Regions from separate parts of the Oryctolagus cuniculus genome. Here region 1 is linked to region 2. The links are chromatin contacts, called in public Micro-C maps. All regions are on one chromosome and are shown on one strand. Each heading gives the region's core, a stretch centred on a gene start, on an enhancer-like site or on the middle of the called end of the contact. The rest is flanking DNA. Distances are from core to core; before and after follow the strand shown. Region 1 overlaps TSPAN5 (tetraspanin 5). Region 2 holds the start of TSPAN5 (tetraspanin 5).

Region 1 (4,279 bases), core at 574-3,073, 78 kb after region 2:
AGAGATACCCACACCAGAGTGTTTGGGCTCGACACCTAACTTGAGCTTCTTGCAAATACAGACCCTAGAAGGCTTACTGATGGCTCAAGGAATTGGATTCCTGCTACCCACATGGGAGACCTGGATTGAATTCATGGCTTGGGGCTTTGGCCTGGCCTGGCTCTGCTTGGCTGTTGCAAGCATTTAAGGAATGAATCAGTGGATGGGAGCTCCCTTTCTCTGTCTGACTCTCAAATAAATAAATAAAAACAAATTTAAAAGGCAAAAACAAAACACTCTGTAAGCATAAGATGTTATTAAATGTAAACCCAATGGCATTATTTCAACACTCACATTAGAGAAACAGCATTTGAAATCTTCCAGGAGCACACATGATACGAGGAGCTTAAGTTTCCCCTTAGTGAATCTCTTTTAGGACAGATAAATATGCCACAGGGCAAGCTTATCTCTTTGAATATCATAACTGGGTTTTCTTGGGCTTCCTTTTCCCATTGTTTATTCTTATTATCTTTGTCCTTTTCAAGCATTAGGAATGAGGGGAAAACTAAGTTTTATAACAGTGAATGGAAATAAATTGAAGGACCTTTGGGAGGAGAGAAATTATATTAAATGTACTCAGAGCAAGAGACCAGAGAAGAGATTCTTTAAAAAATAGACAATGGTAATTGTAAAGTTTATTTTTCAGAAGTGACAGACAGAAGAGTGGGGTTGGTAACTTTAAAAAAAAAAAATGAAGTTAGCACCCAACACTGCCCTTTCTTTCTTGAGTGAGACATATGGTGGAAACAGATTCTCCGTTGCCCATCGTCTCACTCATGTGACATTGGCACAGTTGGCGCTCTTCAAAGGCTCAGTGATGTCTTGGAAGCCTAGTGCCTTTTTAGTCTGCTTTTTTTTTCATCCCATTGGCTGTGATGAAGTTAATTCCTTTTTAACTTTTCGAGACATACCACTTTTACAACATGGGAAAATGAGCGCTCAAAAGTGTGCCACAGAATATCCAGTTGGAAGAGTAGCCCACAGGGGCTGGTGCAGGCTGGAAGACTGCTGGCTTTGGGTTTTTTGGACCAGCTGAGCATGCAAAAGCAGGGTGGGGAGTGAGGGGGACACCTTTAGGGAGATGCCATAGAGGTAGAAACAGATGGGCTTTAGGGCCTGGGGTCCGGGCACCACGGACTTTGTGGACCTTCCATAGAGCCTGGTTGTGCTGAGGTCCAGAGGCAGAGGGTTACAGTTCCAGACCTGCTGTGCCTTCTCCACCTTCTTTCCCATAGTGCAATACGTGTTTGCTCTTCATGGAGCTGAGAATAAGGCAGAGAGCAGAGGAAAAAACTCATAATTAGGCTTCTTTGGGAGGTAGGAGACAAATTGGTAGCATGGCCATCCAAGAAGACACAATGGGTCTTTGTTTGCAACTAAGAACACTGGAAATCACGGGGCGCAGGGTTCAGTAGCTGTGGGTGTGGGAGCCTCGCTATGCCTGTGCCAAGCTGGGCTCTGATTACTGGGATCGCTGGTACACACCAAATCATCTTCTTTGTCTCCGCCTCTGCCCTTCTAGGACTAGTTTTTTGTTACTGCCGCGTTACTGATTGACTGACTCTTCCCTTCTTTGGCTTCCTCCCCTTTTCTGGAAGGAGGTCTGGGAAGCAGCCGGCGGCCTGTGTGATGGCTGCGCTGCGTGCTGGCCCTGGTCCTGGCTGTCCCAGGACAGCCTTCAAAGCAAAGGCTCTCCCTCAGCCACCCCCACCCCCCACCCTCCGCCCTTGGCGTTGGCTGCTTTGCCTCCCAGCCGCCAGCGCTTTCAGTTCCCTGCCTTTGTCCAAGGGGCAGGACGGGGCACCACCTCCCTGCCTCCCCCTTTCCATTTGGGAGCCAAAGTCCCTCCTCCACGTCGGGAACTGCGAGTTTCTCTTGCGTGCCCCTGGCGCAGTGGGGCCGGTAACTGCTTACTGTGTGAGGAGCTGGCAGAGGTGCGTGTGTGCAACCATTGTTGGGTGTCTGTAAGGGAACTAAAAAAACAAGTGTCTAGAATTAGATTCAGTGCTGTGGGACCCCTTTTCTTTCTCCTTTTAGACTTTCTCGACAGAAGCTGCTTTGCGCTTGATTAACCATAACAAACTCTCTGTGGAATTTTGTGTTTTGGAAACCGCATTGCCAAAGGAGAATCATTATGTCTGTTGTAAAAGCCCCAAATAAATTCCTCCTGGTGTAAATGGGGACGGAAGAGAGGATTTAATCTGTGTTCTTGCCTCTGAGTGAAATACTACTGAGTGATCTCGTTCATCTCCATATTAAATGTGCAAGACCTGTCTGTGCTTTTTTTTTTTTTTAACTTGTTACCTTGGAAACAGTGCCAGGGTTCAGAACTTGTACCAGGGCCTGGAGCAAATCTGCAGGCTGGTTTCTTCACACTGAGAAGGCAGTTAATGGGGAAAGGTTGGATTTCAACACAGAGTCTTCAATGGTTAGGAGAAAAGAGAGAGGAAAGAACAGAAGTCAAAGAGATGGATTCTTCTGGTAGCATTTTCAAAATACTACATTTAAATTAATTGAAAGCAGTTTCACCTGGACTTGAAACGAAACTAATACTACGGCCTCTGAGAATGTCACACTGCTTTTGAGAAGAACTTTCCAGATGCATTTGGCAACTCTGGTGTGGGAAGAGTCGGTTAACCAGCTGACACTGAATTCAAAGCCTACTGTTAGGGAATCTTGACTCTTCTCCCTGCCTTGTGGAGTAGCACTGGTTCTTCCGGATTGCTTGGCAGTGTTTTATTTTCTCAGGCCAACTTTTCAGGAGACTGAGAAACAAGACTTAAAAATAGGATTTAGTCAGCAGCTAGAAAGCAAAACTGGCCCGTCTTCCAACCTGATTGCAGAGCTTATGTGTCCTGGTAGAGCAAGATCTGTACTGATCTTCTACAATGTCTCATTTCACGCTTGAGGAGTGCAGTGAAATAAATTCACCCAGAGAAGGGAAGTAAATCATCCAAGATACACATCTGGGATAGGGCAGGATCTGGACTAGAAATCAGGTTTCTTGACTCCGTGTCTAGTGTTCTCTCAACACCGGACCTGACCCAATAAATCACTTGCTTCGAGTTCTGTCAGAATGAAGTTGGGCCAAAGTGTGAGAACGTTATTCTCAGGACAAACGCTGGTTGCTATGGTTTGGATATTAGTTTGAGTGTCTCCCAAAGAGCCACGCGTTATAGACCTGGTCTCAAAGTCTTATGTTAATAGTAACTAACTAATAGTAACTAAAAAGTTGGAAACTTAATCCAGTTATGGAGTTTAGAGGCAGGGCCTTGTGAAGTGTTTGGATTTTATTAGGTGATTGAGGTGGCGCCCCCTGGTGGCCTCCTGGTAGCTCTGTAAGGGGTGACTGTAGACCGACACATGCTCCGTCTTGCAGCGTGATGCCCTCTGCCATCTTGGAACTCCACCAGCAAGAACACATCACCAGATGCCAAACCAGCAGGGCCACTTGGTCTTGGACTGTCAGCCTCCAAAACCGTAAGTGGAAATAAACCTTCCTTCATAAGTTGTCTTAGGTCTTGTGTTAATGGTGGTGAAAAGCTGTTACCTCAGGCAACTTGCTTGTGACACTGTGGAAGAAGGAGGCCATGTAGCCTCAGGCTTTAAAACCCTCCTTCCTGGTATTTGTTGTTAATAGAAGGAATTGGATTGAGAACAGAACCTTGGATGCTCTGAAGATAAATTGTCAAAAATGTGCCTTCCATTCAAGGCACTTTCAATTCTCGTGGTAACTATATATTCTGAAGTTCTCTTTCGTTTTTCTTTTTTTTTTCTCCATGCTTTGCAGTGATGATAGATCTGTAGCATGAAGAAATAAAATGTCTTTGAGACTTTTTCTTCTTAAGAACTTGGGATAGGGACATGTTTGCCTGAGGCAATCACACAATTTTTGAAAAGATACTTCTAGAAGGGAAATAGTTTTTTAAATACAGAACAGAATTCTGGTCATGACTTTGAACTGGAAAGTCTGCATGTAAGAGAAGGAATTGTGTATAATATCTTTGCAAGTAGTTTTGTGTGTTCATTCCTCATTTCTTAAACGTGTTTTCTTACCTGCTGGCTCAAGCACTGACAGTATATTTGTTCATTCATTCAATAGTTATTGAACTGTTATTAAGTTTTATGTGCTATGAAGGTGCTTGGGAAGCAGAGTCGAGAATTATACCCAGTCTCTGGCCTCGGTAACACTTAGGCATATATGCTTCTTGGTAACTGGATATTTAAAAAAATTTTAAAA
Region 2 (4,402 bases), core at 151-2,650:
GAGGGAAATCCACCAGTGAAAGCCCTTCCTTTTGAAGGCCATCAGGCAGGAGGTAGATGGTCTGCATTTCAGGTGGCTAGGGGGTACTTTTGAGGGAGAGAGGGTTATTGTATCCAAAGCGCTGAAGTCACTGTTAGCCACGGGCATTGCTTGTGTGGTACCCAGCTTGGTGGGTATCCTGTTCATATCTGTGACCTCAATTCAGCCTCTGTCACCTTGAAGGCCAAGAACCATCTCAAAGGGTCGTTGATTGCAGGAAAAAGCAACTTCTTGCCATGCCAATTTCTATGCCAGTGGCTCTTAAACTCAGCCAGGGAACTTCCTAAACAGGAAGATTTCTGTGTCTGGCATCAGGTTGCACAGGGCGGTGCTGGAATTTTTTCCCTCTCCCATCTCTCTTTCCAGCTGTGTGAAGCGTTTAGAAAAAAAAAAAATCCATGGATGTTTACAGTTCTGAGCAGTTTTCCCTCTTCTTTCCAGGGAATATTTGTACCTGCTATGCCAGCACCTCAGACAATGTTCCAGGAGGGTGGTGGGTAATGAAGGGACACACCTGCTCAGCTAACTTCCCGCCACACGCTCCATCACATTTCTCTGGGGCCAACACCTTCATGGTTCGTGACCTATAAACCCAATTCAGATTCCCCACAAGACTGTCCCTGGAACCCCTTCTGGATTCCTTCCCAGAGGCAGGAAGCGGTTAAGTTCCTTGGGCACCATTCTCGGGGGGCGGTTTGTGCTGTTGCAGCAGACCCCGGGAAGAGGCCCCTAATCCTGGGTCAAGGCTCCTTTGGGCCATTTGTCCGTCATCGTCCCCATTTCGGGGTGAATGTCCCGTCTCCTCATGCAGGTGGGCAGGACGGGTTGGAGTCACACAGGGAGCCCTTCTTTCACAAGGCCGGTGATCCCAGATTCTCTCTCCCTTCCCAACAGCCTAACCCCGAGCTCAGCGAAATCCACGACCTCGCTCCTCTGCTGCCCAGTGGCCCAACCTCGCCTCTCGCCACACAGTCCGGGCATACGAGGGGGCGTGAGTGTGGTCACACCCGGAAGGGGTGCAGGCGTCCCTCCATCCAGTGCTGTGTGCAAATGCGGCGGCGACAGGCACTCTCCGCTCATCAATCCCGGCCCCTTCGCCAGGCTGCTTTCCCAATGGGCGCGCTCGCCGGGCGCCCATCCCACCTACCCCGCAGCAGGGCTAGCCGGCCGGGGCGCTCGGAGCTGGCCGGAGAAGGGGCGGGGAGCGGTAGAAGGAGGCGGCGGCTACGTGGTGCCACGGCCGCCCGCCCGGGAGCGCCCCAGCCCGTGCGCGCGCGCGCGCCTCGCCAAGGCTCGGGCGGCGGGCGGCGGGCGGAGCTGCGGGCGGCGCGGGCGGGGCGAGCGGCGGGCGGGGCGAGGGGCGGGAGGGCGCGCGAGCCGCGTCTCCGCCAGCATCTGCCGCGGCCGCTTTTGCCCGAAGCCCGGGGACGGACCTCCGCACCCGACCGCCTGGCGCGCGGACGCAGGCGCTCGCCTTGTGGACGCGGCCAGCCTCGGAAGCCTCGGGCTTGCAGCGCGCGGCTTCTTCGCCTGCTCGACGCGACCCCGGCTCTGGCGGCCTCGGCGCGCGAGCCGCTGGAGGTGCGGGAGCCGCTCTCCTGCTGCCGGTCCCCGCACGGCTGAGCCCGGGCCGCCCGCGCTGCGGCCCCGAGCCCCCGCTCCCTCCCTGCCGGGCCGCTCCGGGGCTCCAAAGTCGGGCAGCCGGGGCAAGTGTCTTCATGAACCCAGAGGATGTCCGGGAAGCACTACAAGGGTCCTGAAGTCAGTTGTTGCATCAAGTACTTCATTTTTGGCTTCAATGTCATATTCTGGGTAAGTTGGAGCGCTCCTGGGATTCCAACTACTGTGGCTGATGGGTTTCGCTGCGATTTCCCCCGAGCTGCTCGCCGCCTTTACTTTTCTCAGCCCTGGGGGCGCTTGCCCGAGCCGGGGACAGGCATTAGCCTTCCGCCTTCCCAGGGTGCGCGTCGGAGAGGGACGCGTTTAATCCTTCCTGGGAATGGGAAGAGGGGAAAAGAAAAAAAAAAAACTGAGCCGGGAAGGGGGCACCCAGGCCGTGGTGGGTGGCTTTTTAAAGAACGATCGCAGGGCTGCAGATGAGAGGAAGGGCTGTGCAGTTTGAGAAATGAGCAGCTACACGAATCGGATTCGCTCCCCGTGGGATACGGATGTCGGGCAGAGCGTGGTGTCATAATGGGGGAGGCTCACCGGGCAGAGCCGGCCCGGGGGTCCACCTTCTCGCTGGGCTCTGATTGGCCGAGGGCTGGGCTCCGTGTTTCCGCGGCTGGTCTGTGCCATGCTCAGCGTGTGTCTCCTTGCACCATCTCGGGCTTTGTGTGGGATGCAGATGCCGTGGTGTGTAGGGCTCTGGACGGTGCACGTAAATAACGCTTCCTGCGCGCTCTTGCCCCTCGGCTGGGAAGCGGTCTTTTGCGTAATGGACTGACCGGCCAGTGGGCTTGCGGGGAGCAGGGACTGATTTCTATATATATCATTGTCGGCATCATAACAAGTCCTCGGCCACAGACGCTTCCTTGGGCTCGCGCCTCACGCCTTCCTTTTTAGAGGAGTGACACGGAGCCGGCCTTTTTTTTTTTTTTTTTTCCTGGAGGTTGGGGGACCTTGGGGAGATGCAGCAGAGGAGGTGTGCGAGATTCGGTTTCTGGGAGGCACGGCGAGAGCGGATGTTTGAACGCCAGACCAGAGCCCTGCTCGGCTTGGCGCTACCTTGTGCTGGGCACCTATTGTAATGAGGCTGGGACGCCTACTCTTTTGTTTTGTTTTGATTCTTTCTCCTGATCTCGCAAACGTGTTCAGCAACCAGACAAAGAGTTCTGTAGGACTAGGGGAGAAACGCTGGCTGGAAGACCGTGTTGTTGTTCCTCGCCGGATCATCCCGTGCCATCCTCTCCTCCCTGGGCAGCCCCCTCCCCGGGTGGGGGGAGGTAAAGATGGTGTCCCTCGAGGTGGAGGGGGGGTTCTCCAAGTTGCCCTCCCTTGTGAGGTGAACAATGATCCAACTGCGCGGTTGAAAATGAGCCACAGCAGCATGAACACACGGTGTATTTAGTGTGGATTCTCCTTGAATTTGAGCTGTTTGCTGTAAATATACGCATCTGTGAGAGTAGTCGTCTCCACAGCTCTGTATGTATGTGTACACACACACACACACACACACACAGACACGCATTTCCTACCATATTGTACCAGATTGTTTTATTTTCTCTTTTCTCCAGGAGCGTCTTGCATTGGTCACACATGTTTTGTGAGAGGCAATGGAAGGGATTGGAGCTCAGTTTGTGTGTAGGCATGGTCTGTCCTCTGGACTCAGAAATGAGGAGGGGAGGTGGGAGTAGGTATCCTGTCCAGTCCTTCACAGGCAGTTTGATTTTTTGCCAGTGGTTATATGTGATTCCTGTGACACTCTTCTCTATCTCTGCTTCTTCTGGATCCAGACCCTCGCCCTCTCGGGAAATGTTTGTAAGTGGTGGGTACATTTCTGAGATATCATGGCTTCTTCTTCTTTTTTTTTTTTTTTTTTTTTTTTTTGAACTTGAAAGTTGGTGACTTTGAGAGGCAGAGGCTACTGAGTTGGGATTGGCCCTTTTTGGGGTAATGACTCCAGGCCTCTTGCTTCTACTTGAACACTTAACAAAGTTGCGCATTTCAGCTGCCAGGCAACAAAAAGCACCCAGGGGGGCTTTCTGTGCAGTTTCATTGCAGAGACTAGCAAAGAAATAAAAGGATATGGGCCCGTTCTGCCACCAGGTTGGTGTCATTTTGTAAAGTGCACAGGGGCAAAGGTAGCCCTTTCTCCACATTAGGTTGCTGCAGAGCCTCTGGAGTTGTGGAAGGCTCTGAAGAATCGCAGGGTGTTGCATGGAGAGTTCCAGAATGTGTTGGCAGATGGCGAAAGTCTTCAAAGGGGCAGATGGAACTTTTATGGGAAGCCTGGGAAAAGAGCAAGGCTGGGGAACTAAACCAACCACCTCAGGTGCCGACCTTATGCGGGACCCCATCCTTTGACCCTGCTTTCTATGCACACTCCCCCTCCTTTTTGTACCTAAAGCCTCTCTTTCAGATACCCCCTCATACCTCTCCTTTTCTTCTCCCTGCCCTCAAATTACCCCACATCTAAATTTCCCAGGTTATCCGTGCTGTAGTCTCTAGTGCTGATCAGTAGGAAAACAGCTGTGTTATTTGGTTAAAGTAATTCAGACTAAGGTGTTAGTGACTGAAGAACTGGGGTCAAGAACTTGGTTACCTGCTTCTGCAGAGCTGCAAACCTCTGCTCTCTACAGAGTTGCCACCTGCCTGTGATTGTCAAAAGCGGCAGGATTGGTGCTGCTCCCCTACAGGTGCC

What was found. Hi-C and Micro-C count contacts between places; a contact is called where the count stands out from the background.
Region 1: a contact with region 2 is called in a Micro-C map of ear pinna, with 2.0 times the contacts expected there. The contact joins the enhancer-like site here to the promoter of TSPAN5 in region 2. A contact is called at or near these places in 3 of 6 Hi-C or Micro-C datasets (ear pinna, psoas muscle and an unstated tissue).

Annotation. Positions count from the first base shown.
Region 1 is chr8:66,877,833-66,882,111 of mOryCun1.1, forward strand. The region is part of intron 1 of TSPAN5 (tetraspanin 5); the gene reads left to right. Among named protein-coding and RNA genes, the nearest start is that of TSPAN5, 78 kb to the left of the region's middle. Within about 2 kb of position 1,824, at least 4 of the 8 cell types and tissues checked have an H3K27ac peak or open chromatin away from gene starts, as enhancers often do. A contact at or near this core is called in ear pinna, where this site is marked.
Region 2 is chr8:66,800,527-66,804,928 of mOryCun1.1, forward strand. It overlaps TSPAN5 (tetraspanin 5), which reads left to right and starts at 1,401. Exons shown (of 8, transcript XM_051820160.2): 1 at 1,401-1,851. The coding sequence starts at 1,771.